Linked DNA regions of Danio rerio: regions 1 and 3 are each linked to region 2. A link is a contact called in public HiCAR-type data. All regions are on one chromosome and are shown on one strand. Each heading gives the region's core, a stretch centred on a gene start, on an enhancer-like site or on the middle of the called end of the contact. The rest is flanking DNA. Distances are from core to core; before and after follow the strand shown.

What was found. HiCAR-type assays count read pairs that join an accessible place to other places.
Region 1: a HiCAR-type map of caudal fin shows a contact between it and region 2, with 5 times the contacts expected there. The contact joins the promoter of rad54b here to the promoter of l3mbtl1b in region 2. A contact is called at or near these places in 3 of 18 Hi-C or Micro-C datasets (caudal fin, hematopoietic stem cells and an unstated tissue) and 2 of 4 datasets of contacts at active chromatin or transcription factors (caudal fin and embryo).
Region 3: a HiCAR-type map of caudal fin shows a contact between it and region 2, with 4 times the contacts expected there. The contact joins the promoter of virma here to the promoter of l3mbtl1b in region 2. A contact is called at or near these places in 1 of 18 Hi-C or Micro-C datasets (caudal fin) and 2 of 4 datasets of contacts at active chromatin or transcription factors (caudal fin and embryo).

What each region holds. Positions count from the first base shown.
Region 1 is chr16:29,853,776-29,856,791 of GRCz12tu, reverse strand. It overlaps rad54b (RAD54 homolog B), which reads right to left and starts at 1,654. Exons shown (of 15, transcript XR_012392112.1): 1 at 1,583-1,654. It overlaps rnf41l (ring finger protein 41, like), which reads left to right and starts at 1,757. Exons shown (of 8, transcript XM_068214144.1): 1 at 1,757-1,892.
Region 2 is chr16:29,649,491-29,652,517 of GRCz12tu, reverse strand. It overlaps l3mbtl1b (L3MBTL histone methyl-lysine binding protein 1b), which reads left to right and starts at 1,359. Exons shown (of 22, transcript XR_012392111.1): 1 at 1,359-1,470.
Region 3 is chr16:29,801,799-29,804,974 of GRCz12tu, reverse strand. It overlaps virma (vir like m6A methyltransferase associated), which reads right to left and starts at 1,423. Exons shown (of 23, transcript XM_683656.10): 1 at 1,336-1,423. The coding sequence starts at 1,398.

The sequences.
Region 1 (3,016 bases), core at 405-2,904, 200 kb before region 2:
ATGTGTTTTTTTTTCTTTACAAATTTGAGCAATTCCATGCAAATGTTTACCAAAATAGCAAAATACTTTCTAGGTTCTTTGTGTAGGCTCGTATTTCACAGAACTCTAGAAATACTCATAAATGTCTGAGTCAATGTTGTCAAACTAATATATTTGATTTACCAAAGTCACAAAAGTGGCATTTTTACATCTGTCACATGATTCATAACCAAGCTTTTTCCTCATAAATGTCAACTAAAATAAAATCAATGATTTTTGTTTTTATAGTAAGCCGACTCTTATCCTTTAGATTAGCATTGTTTCATTTGGGTTGTGCAGTTTAATTTACAGAATTTCTACAAAGTATGTTGTATACTGTAAACTCGCATACTTTTTTTGGTCACGTCCATAACGCATGTTTACTTTAAAATATAAATAATATTTACAGATTGGTATTTTTCTGATCCCATAACTCTGTGGTTAGTTGTTTTGGAAAATATAAACAGATGGTGCAATATAATGTTATCATAGATTTTCTCTGTGTATTTATGTTTGAATTTTTTACTCAAAATGTCAAACCCATAACGCTGGAATTGCTCATTAATTGTCAGCATTTTTAATAGTTTATTGTTTTATTTTTGAGTATTTTGTTGTATTATGCACTGTCTGTAGTCTGGAGCCAGCACCTAAGCTATTCAATTTAGGTAAAGCTGGTTAAATATCGGCACATTCGTACAGTGACAACTTGTGACATGCTGCCTACATTGTTTAACATGGTACTTTGAAAATTCAATCGAAAGTCACATGTAAGTATTACTTGAAAACAACATTAGCCCTATTTATTTGACTGTGAACAGTGTTGTACTTTGACAGTCGTTGACTGATAATAGGATTAGATTTCCATATTTAGCATTGGCAAAGAATACTTTCTTGGAATGACACTATTTTGGAGAAACTTTACCTTAATAGATTTTCATTCATCATAGAACACGTGCTGCTGCTGCTAATGTGACAGTTAAAGTGCTTTGATTTGAGGTATGTACACAGAAATTGAAAAAAAGAACTTTTGTTGACATTTTTATAATTACATTTTAGTATGACTTTTTAGGATTTTTTTCTTTATGAATGCAATATTTACTACCTAATCAATAATATTATACATGATGTTAAATATTATTATTAAAGTGTAATAAGCAGCCCTGATGAACTGCAAATTCTTTCGTATCAGAGGGTTTATGATTCACTAAAAAGATCCAGTTCATAAGAGTCATTTCATTTGTTCATGAATCGGACAACGCGGGGTAGCTCATCTATATATATCATTAAACTGAACCAGCTCATAAATAATGTTAAGAAGGTCATACTCATTAGAGATGACAAGAATGTGATAAACAAAGAAATAGTTTCCTTTTGGGCGAACCATCCCTTTGCGAACAGGACATTTTTAGCAAGCAGGCAAGCATCTGTTGCTGTCGTTAGCAAAACACGGGTAAACAATGTAAAGTTGAGCCGCGCTGACCGACTCCTTACACCTCTCAAAACATGTCAAATGCATTTGAATTTAATCTACTAATTGTACATAAGCAATACGTAAACCGCTTACCTTGTTATCGAGTTTCCTCTCGTATGTCAATCACTTTGCCTATTTACAAAAACTCCCTCAAAAACGAGTCTCCCGCGGACGTGACGTACCTTTGCTGTGATTGGACAAAACTCGACGTCACGTAAAGTAGGTGGAGTTGAGGAGCTTATGAAGAGCAAAAATCAACAGTACAGAGAGAGTACTGTTAAAGAAACCTGACAGGAAATGTAGCCTGCAAATAATATATATCTAATCCAGCAAAGGTAAATGAAGCAAAATAGAAGAGACGTCTGAAAAGTTTGATTTCTGTCAACCATCACTGATCAAACAGGCAAGTAGAAGCTACTACACATTATTAACTAGACTTGTTTGGTTATTTACATTATAACAAACAAGTTTTGTGCACAGTTATTAGCTTTGACATCAAATCAATTACTGGTTTGTGTGTGTTTTATTATATTCATCATTGCAGTCTTTCATTAATACATTGTTAGTATACTTTATATTCGAATTATTGCAAAAAATATTGCTTATTAACAAACATATTTTACTAGAAAGTAAACAAATGGTGAATTTTTGTACATATTACACAGTAAAGAAAAATCTGTATATGTAAAAAAGAGTACTGGAAAGGCACTGAATGAAATAAATTATGATCAATGTATCAATGTTTATTTTTGGTTGTAATTTAACTAATAAATATATATAATCATGAATTACTGGCACAGTACTGGAGAAATCTTGAATAACATTACCCTTTAATCTTTAGAAACGTTTAATAACACATACATGGTGCTTGAGTGTGATTTTATTGAATTCTTAAGTGTTTTACTCAGTAACTGTGTTTGGGATGCACACAGATGCATGTTTGCATGTGTTGTGTCAATATTTTATACAGTGCTGCATGTCTGAAAGTGAAGCTGTAATGTTGGCGTGTAGAAAATAATCCAATCAGAGTGTGGGAAAGCATAATCCTGTCTAATCCAACCGCAGCCATGAAGAACAGAGATCATTCAGGCAGTGAGAGTGACCAGACACTGACAAACATCCTCTCCTTCATAAAGATCCTGCTGTATATCCTCAAATGCGGATCTGTTAGCAGTGAGGGTTTAACCAGAGCAGCATATCATAGAAAAACAGAAGTGTTTAATGGTCAAGCCACAAACGGACACCTAAGATGATCAGTTGTTTTTCTGTCACGTGGCCAGGCAGGTGCAGGAACACTTGCGCAGATCACCTGTTACTGAGGGGTTATTATTAAGGACCGTCTGCTGGATGTCAGTGAGGGAGGGACCAACAGGCTCCTGATATATGGGTTTTACTGGTAAACACTCCATTTTCAACATTAAATGTGTTGTATATTTGTAATCATTGTTCATTTATAATTTACATTCTTTAATTACTTTTTAATGTAACAGAATTATTCATGTTAAATTGTAGTTGTCAAATGAGAAA
Region 2 (3,027 bases), core at 110-2,609:
AGCCTACTCAATTCACATGTCTTTGGACTGTGGGGGAAACCAGAGCACCCGAAGGAAACTCACGCAAACGCAGGAGAACATGCAAACTCCACACTGAAACGCCAACTGACCCAGTCGAGGCTTGAACCAGCGACCTTCTTGCTGTGAGGTGACAGCACTACCTACTGCGCCACTACATCACCATAATTCATCTTTAAATAGGTAAATTAGTAGGCATTTAAATGTATTTAATTTGTGTTTAAATGTCATTCAATAAAACAATGCATTAAAAAAACATACATAACAATGTATTTTTGCATTACTAAACAGACATAAACAGATACTAAATAATTAATGTTTTAAAACGTTGATCAAACAAATTCTATATAAAGTACATTAATAATTTTTTAAATGACAAAATAATAAACATTTATAAATGTAATTTAATAAAACAATAAAACAATGCATTATTATTTTAAATTATAAATACATATACACATTTTAATTTAAATTATTTCATCTTGTTTAATAACGTGAATTTATGAAATAATAAAAAGTATTAATAAATCATTTAAATGCACACTTTAAATTTTATTTTAAGCATTTGACAAACGTCAAGTGCAATTTATTTACATACATTCTTATGTTTGAGTAATTAAATATTTTTCTTAGCTCATTATCAGTCTCTCCTGCTCCTCCACACTCACCTCGCAACATTAATGTCAATTTTTAAGCTCACAGCGCCATCTTGTGGTGTCTTTGCTTTCTTCCTTCACGGCACTTTCTCTGCACAATGCGGCTGTTAAAACATTGTATTTGAACATTATGAACTTCCGTTTTAATGGTTGAAACGCTGTTGGTTCGCGAATAATATCTAGTTCTCTGTTTATTATCAGACATATGACCGTAATACTCCTTTTGCTAAAAAAAAAAGATTTGCTGCGTAAAACCTGAACACGTGATAGTTACAGGAAATCAAATCATAGGATCACCATACCAAGACTAAACAGAAGAGCTACAAATTCACACTTTAAAAACAACAGCACGTTACTGTGAACGCGCACTTGCAAGGTTACATTAAACATTAAACACAACTATTAGTGATCCCATTTGAATAAAGCGGACTCCTTTTGTTTTAAGAGCGTCAAAACCGTAAGGAGATTCAAATACCACATACTATATCTTTAATATAAGGCCTTCTTAGAGCAACACGCACTGATTAAGCGAATTCTGGGGTCACGTAAGGACTCTAGGTGCTTCAGTTCGTCTAACTGTTTGCATCATGAAGAGCATCCTTCACAAACAAACGTTGCGATGAAGTTTATAGAGGCTATAGAAGTTGGACGACACATATGAATCGGCGCATGCGCAGTAACGCCGCCATCCAGCTCTAAATAAGAGTTAAGAGAGAAACGAGGTGAGTTGCACGTTTATCAATAAATATGACGTTCGTGTCGTCACCCACGCAGTAAACAACGATACTAACACAGAGTGCGTTTGTTGTTTAACAGTTTTCAACCACTGCGGCGATTTTTAACGACCTTTAAAAAGCGTAAAGATAAATAGAAGTGACAAGTTTGTGCAGAAGAAATTAAAAGCATGCATTTCTTTATTTCCTCGTGTCTGCGTGCAGCCGAATTGTTATTTTTATATCAGGATGAATGGCAACTTATCCAAAGTATCTCGGGGAATGTTTTTCTTTCGGATAAGCACGTGAAACTGTTGATTTGGTTTATTGTAGGCTGCCCTGCTAATGTTACAGCTAGCCAGGGCTATCAGTAGGGCTAACGACATTCCGTGACAAGGGGAAAGTAAGGAGTTTCTTATCGGAGGGGAAAACATTGCGTTTTAATAAAACAAGTTGTACACTTGGCCTTCCAGGGTTAGTTGAAGGTCTGAGCGACGCGAAACAGTCCAGAGAACTGTTATAATTTACATACTTTAAACGTGTCGGCGGCCCTTTGCTATGCTCCGCCATTTTGTGTGTCAGTCGAATGCTAATAATGGGCGCTCGCGCATTGCACTTTATTTATGCTCGGAATAAATTCTGGCATCACTTGAAATATTCAAACAATGTTTTTTAATAAACCTGATGACCTTTTATGTGATGTTTGCCGGGTGCCGTTACTGTACAGTCTGAGATTTGGATGCAATTTTGATTTATGATAAACGACAGGTCAAGAACGTTATTACAGTAGTGCTTGTTGTATACGAATGATAACGCACTTAAATGACCAATTTCTTATTTAAAAACAAATTCATCGCGGGTACGCACGTTTTGACTTGTCTATGCGATCATCCGCCCGCTTTTAAAGCACAGATTTAAGGAGAATCTTTTAAAACAAGGAAAAGCCGAACTTGTTCTTCTAACTTTACTTTTCGTCGGTTTTATTCATGACTAAGCAGCAAAGTAGTTTAATTGTGTCAGTACGAGTCTGTATACATGACTAGCTCGTACAAATTAACATAACAACTATGTTGAAATACATATTTTTGTCCTTCTGAAAGTGCTTGGTGTAATCCGTACTGTAAGCACTAGTCGCCCTCCAGCGGGATTAGATGGAATTACAAGCGACGCACAGTTGTTTCGTAAACCTGAGTTGCGGTCGTTTCATCATCCACAGACAAACAATGTTTTCGAAGCGTTTTCATGATTGAAAACGATATCTTTGATTGCTTAAACGATATCTGCTTGTGTAGTGCTTAAAAAGTATTGGTGCATTTTCCGACACTTGCCACATGGAAGTGATTATAATCAGGCCTTTGAAGATCGCTGACGTGCAGACTTGGTGCAGTGGTCATTGTTTTCAAGAATTATTATTATCAAATAGCAGTGATGATTCACTAATTATATCATATTCTTACATTATATTGCGTTTAAAGTTATCTAGCATAATCACAGCACATATTTGAGACCCAAAATGCAGTTGGTTATCTATAAACACCAAGAGGTGCTCAACATTTAACAACAACTTATGTGATTAAAAACAAGACAAGCGATATTTGAAGCAACAAATGTCATGATAATGCCTTACCGGGTTTGTTTTC
Region 3 (3,176 bases), core at 174-2,673, 150 kb before region 2:
TTTCTCCTTAATATTTATTTTATTTGTTATTTTTAATTTGTTCACAGTCAATTAAATAGTGCTGATGGTCTGTCGAAGTCATACTTGCATGTGATTTCAGACCGTATATTCAAAGTACCGTGGTAAACAATAAAGGGTGCGTGTTACTGAACAAATGTGAGAATAAAAAAACAACTTTAGCTCAATCTGTCTACTGACTTGTCTGTTTAGCCTAAAAACCTAGTCAAGCCACTAACTTGCACATTAAGCTGAAAACTAGTATCTTGGAAAATATTGCCTTCATGGCAAAGACAAAAGAAATTAGCAATTATAAACTAGTAAGTTAATTAAAACTATTATTTAAACACTACTATATTTGAAAATGAAACATTTGAAAATGTAATTAAAATTCAAAGGAAGAATAATAATGTTGACTGTTTATACAAAAAAAAACGTAATATGACCAACAAAGTTATACATTAAACACAATGGTTTGTAATTTCTATTTGGCCCAACTCCAAACACACAGAGGTAAAGGTTTCATATTCGCACATTCGTTCATTTAACGGTCCGTTTACCATGCTAATTTAAATATTGGATGTAAAATCGCATTTAAATGACGTCAAAACATCAGCACTATTTAACTGACTGTAAACAGTGTCGTACTTTGATAGTCATTGACTGCTATTATGATTTCCCGATTAAGAGTTTGCAAATAATACTTTTCAGATATGATATTATTAAGAAGAAAGTCCGAATATGCAAATATAAAACCAACTTTACCAAAAAAATTCCAAACACTTTTCCCCCAGGCTCTGTGAATTTCTTCTATACAGACTGACCATTTTGTTTACAAACACAAGCGCTCCTGTCAGATAATCAAGCTCATGAGAACCGGAGAGGTTACTAAACAAGCACCGCTACCCTATGTTCACAAAAACACGTTATTGTAAAGAAAATCAAATCTTTGGTTTGTCACAGTAACCTAATGTTACATACTGCTTGTTTATAGCCACGTTGTTTATAGTCTGCTTGCACCGAGAAACAACTTAAACCTTATGTCTTCACATTAGACATGTTCAGCCATAGCACAGCTCACATAAATGTTTTGGAGGAGAATACAGAGTTATTATGAAATCACGAGCTGTATTGTTGCCTTGAATGTAGAGGATATGTATAAATTGCTGTGGTTAGGTTGATTAGCAAGCTAACTGCTTACAGCGCCCTGTGCGTTACTAGAATGGAAACTTTAAGAACGCGCGAAAATATTTTAACGTGTGTAAAAGTTTATGGCCTCTGCAAAATCCTGTTGAAAGTCACGAGTGAAGATAGGAAACGCTGCATGTTTAACGTTACCTCTGCATTTTGATGCTTGAACGTATCTAAAAAGAGCAGCTCCATTGCAGAATCCCCCGCCATCTTTCTTGATCACATTAGAACTTCCGGTGAGCGATATACTTCCGGGGTTGAAGGCGTACGTCAAGGTTTTTTATTTTTTATTTTTTTATTAAGCCCATAAACAGTGTATACAATTAATACATACAACAACAAATAGGCAGAACAATTATCTTTAACAATGAAGAAAAATAACGGCACAAAACAAACAAATAAAAAGAAGAAACAGCTAAGACAGGGGGTATATAAAAAGTACATACTGAAAAAGCAAAATGTACTCATCAAACATTGGGAAAGAGCCGCAGACAGTTTAAGTTTTTAGAGCCTTTTTGTTTTGAGACAATTGGATCAGTGAAAGATATTGTTTAAATTCGTTCAGAAAAAGCACAAACATAGGTCTGGAGTAAGAAAATTTTGACTTATGAATGTGAAATTTAGCAAGCAGCAAAATTAAGTTCCCCACATACAACTGTTTACTTTTGTTCATACTCGTAAAAAAGTACATTCATTATAAATTTTATTTCGAATAAAATGTAAAAGATTTTTCCAAAAAAAATGGATAATACCAAAAAAGATGAACTAGTTTCAACGTCAAGATTAGTTTGTGTTAAAATGTTTGTTTGTTTTTTTGGCAGAAAACATAGATATGTTATAGTGATTTGTGTGTATAGCCTAGTTAAAAATATATTATGTTGCTTTTCAAACCAAATCTTTCTTAAACAATTTACTTCAAACAGCTTACTCAATTCACCTGTTCCGCATGTCTTTGGCCTTGTGGGGGAAACTAAAGCACCCGGAGGAAACCCACGCAAACACGGGGAGAACATGCAAACTCCACACAGAAATGCCAGCGACCTTCTTGCTGTAAGGCGATTGTGCTACCCATTACACCCCTATGCTGCCTCATTGTTTTATTCTAATATTTTTTTAATAATTAATGTTAATAAAGGGAAAGTTTATCCAAGAATGAAAATTCTGTCTTAATTTCCTCACCCTTTAATTGTTTTAAAACAGTTTGAGTTTTTATTGTGTTGAGCACAAAAGAAGATTAGAAAAGACGTCTTGAGATTGTTGGAAACTTAACTTCAATGGAGAAAAATAATTCTATCAATAGTTAATAGTTTCAGGTTTTTAATCAAGTCTGAGTAAACGATGACTGATTATTATTATTTTTGGGGTGAACTATTACTCTGATGTGACCGTAGTTCTTGTGACATTGAATAAAAAAGCCTGTAAACCCATAAAATGGTTTACTATATGCTTTTGCTTTTATTACATGGTTTAATACATTTAAGCAAAGCCATATAATCAAACTCATTTATAAATGAATAGATAATAATAATTATGCATAACTTGAAATTGAAAGTATATTATACAAAGGTTTAGCATTGATTTGGGAGTTTCAGAGGGTAAAGCCCTAATTGTATCATCTGATGCAACATTCTCTAAACGAATCCAGTAACGGATGCAAAAGACTCAAACTGTTGAGGCCCTTCAGTGTAAACTGACCCAAGTCACAGATACAAAAATTGTTTAGGCAAATATGTTAACAAATTCTCAGTTTATGAAGCACTAGAGTTAGTCAATCTAGGGAGTAGAGCTAAGGCCTGTACAGGCCTGTAGCCAGCATATTGAAAGGGGTAGTTCCCTTTTTTCTCCCAAAAAATTATTTTGTGTTAAGATATGAGGCTCAAATGCAGCATTTTTGAGACATTTAAATTTTTTTGGGCTGTATCAGCTAGTCGCATGGTGATTATAATAACCACACTTTTGGATGCAACAAAAGTATTCCCTACAACTTT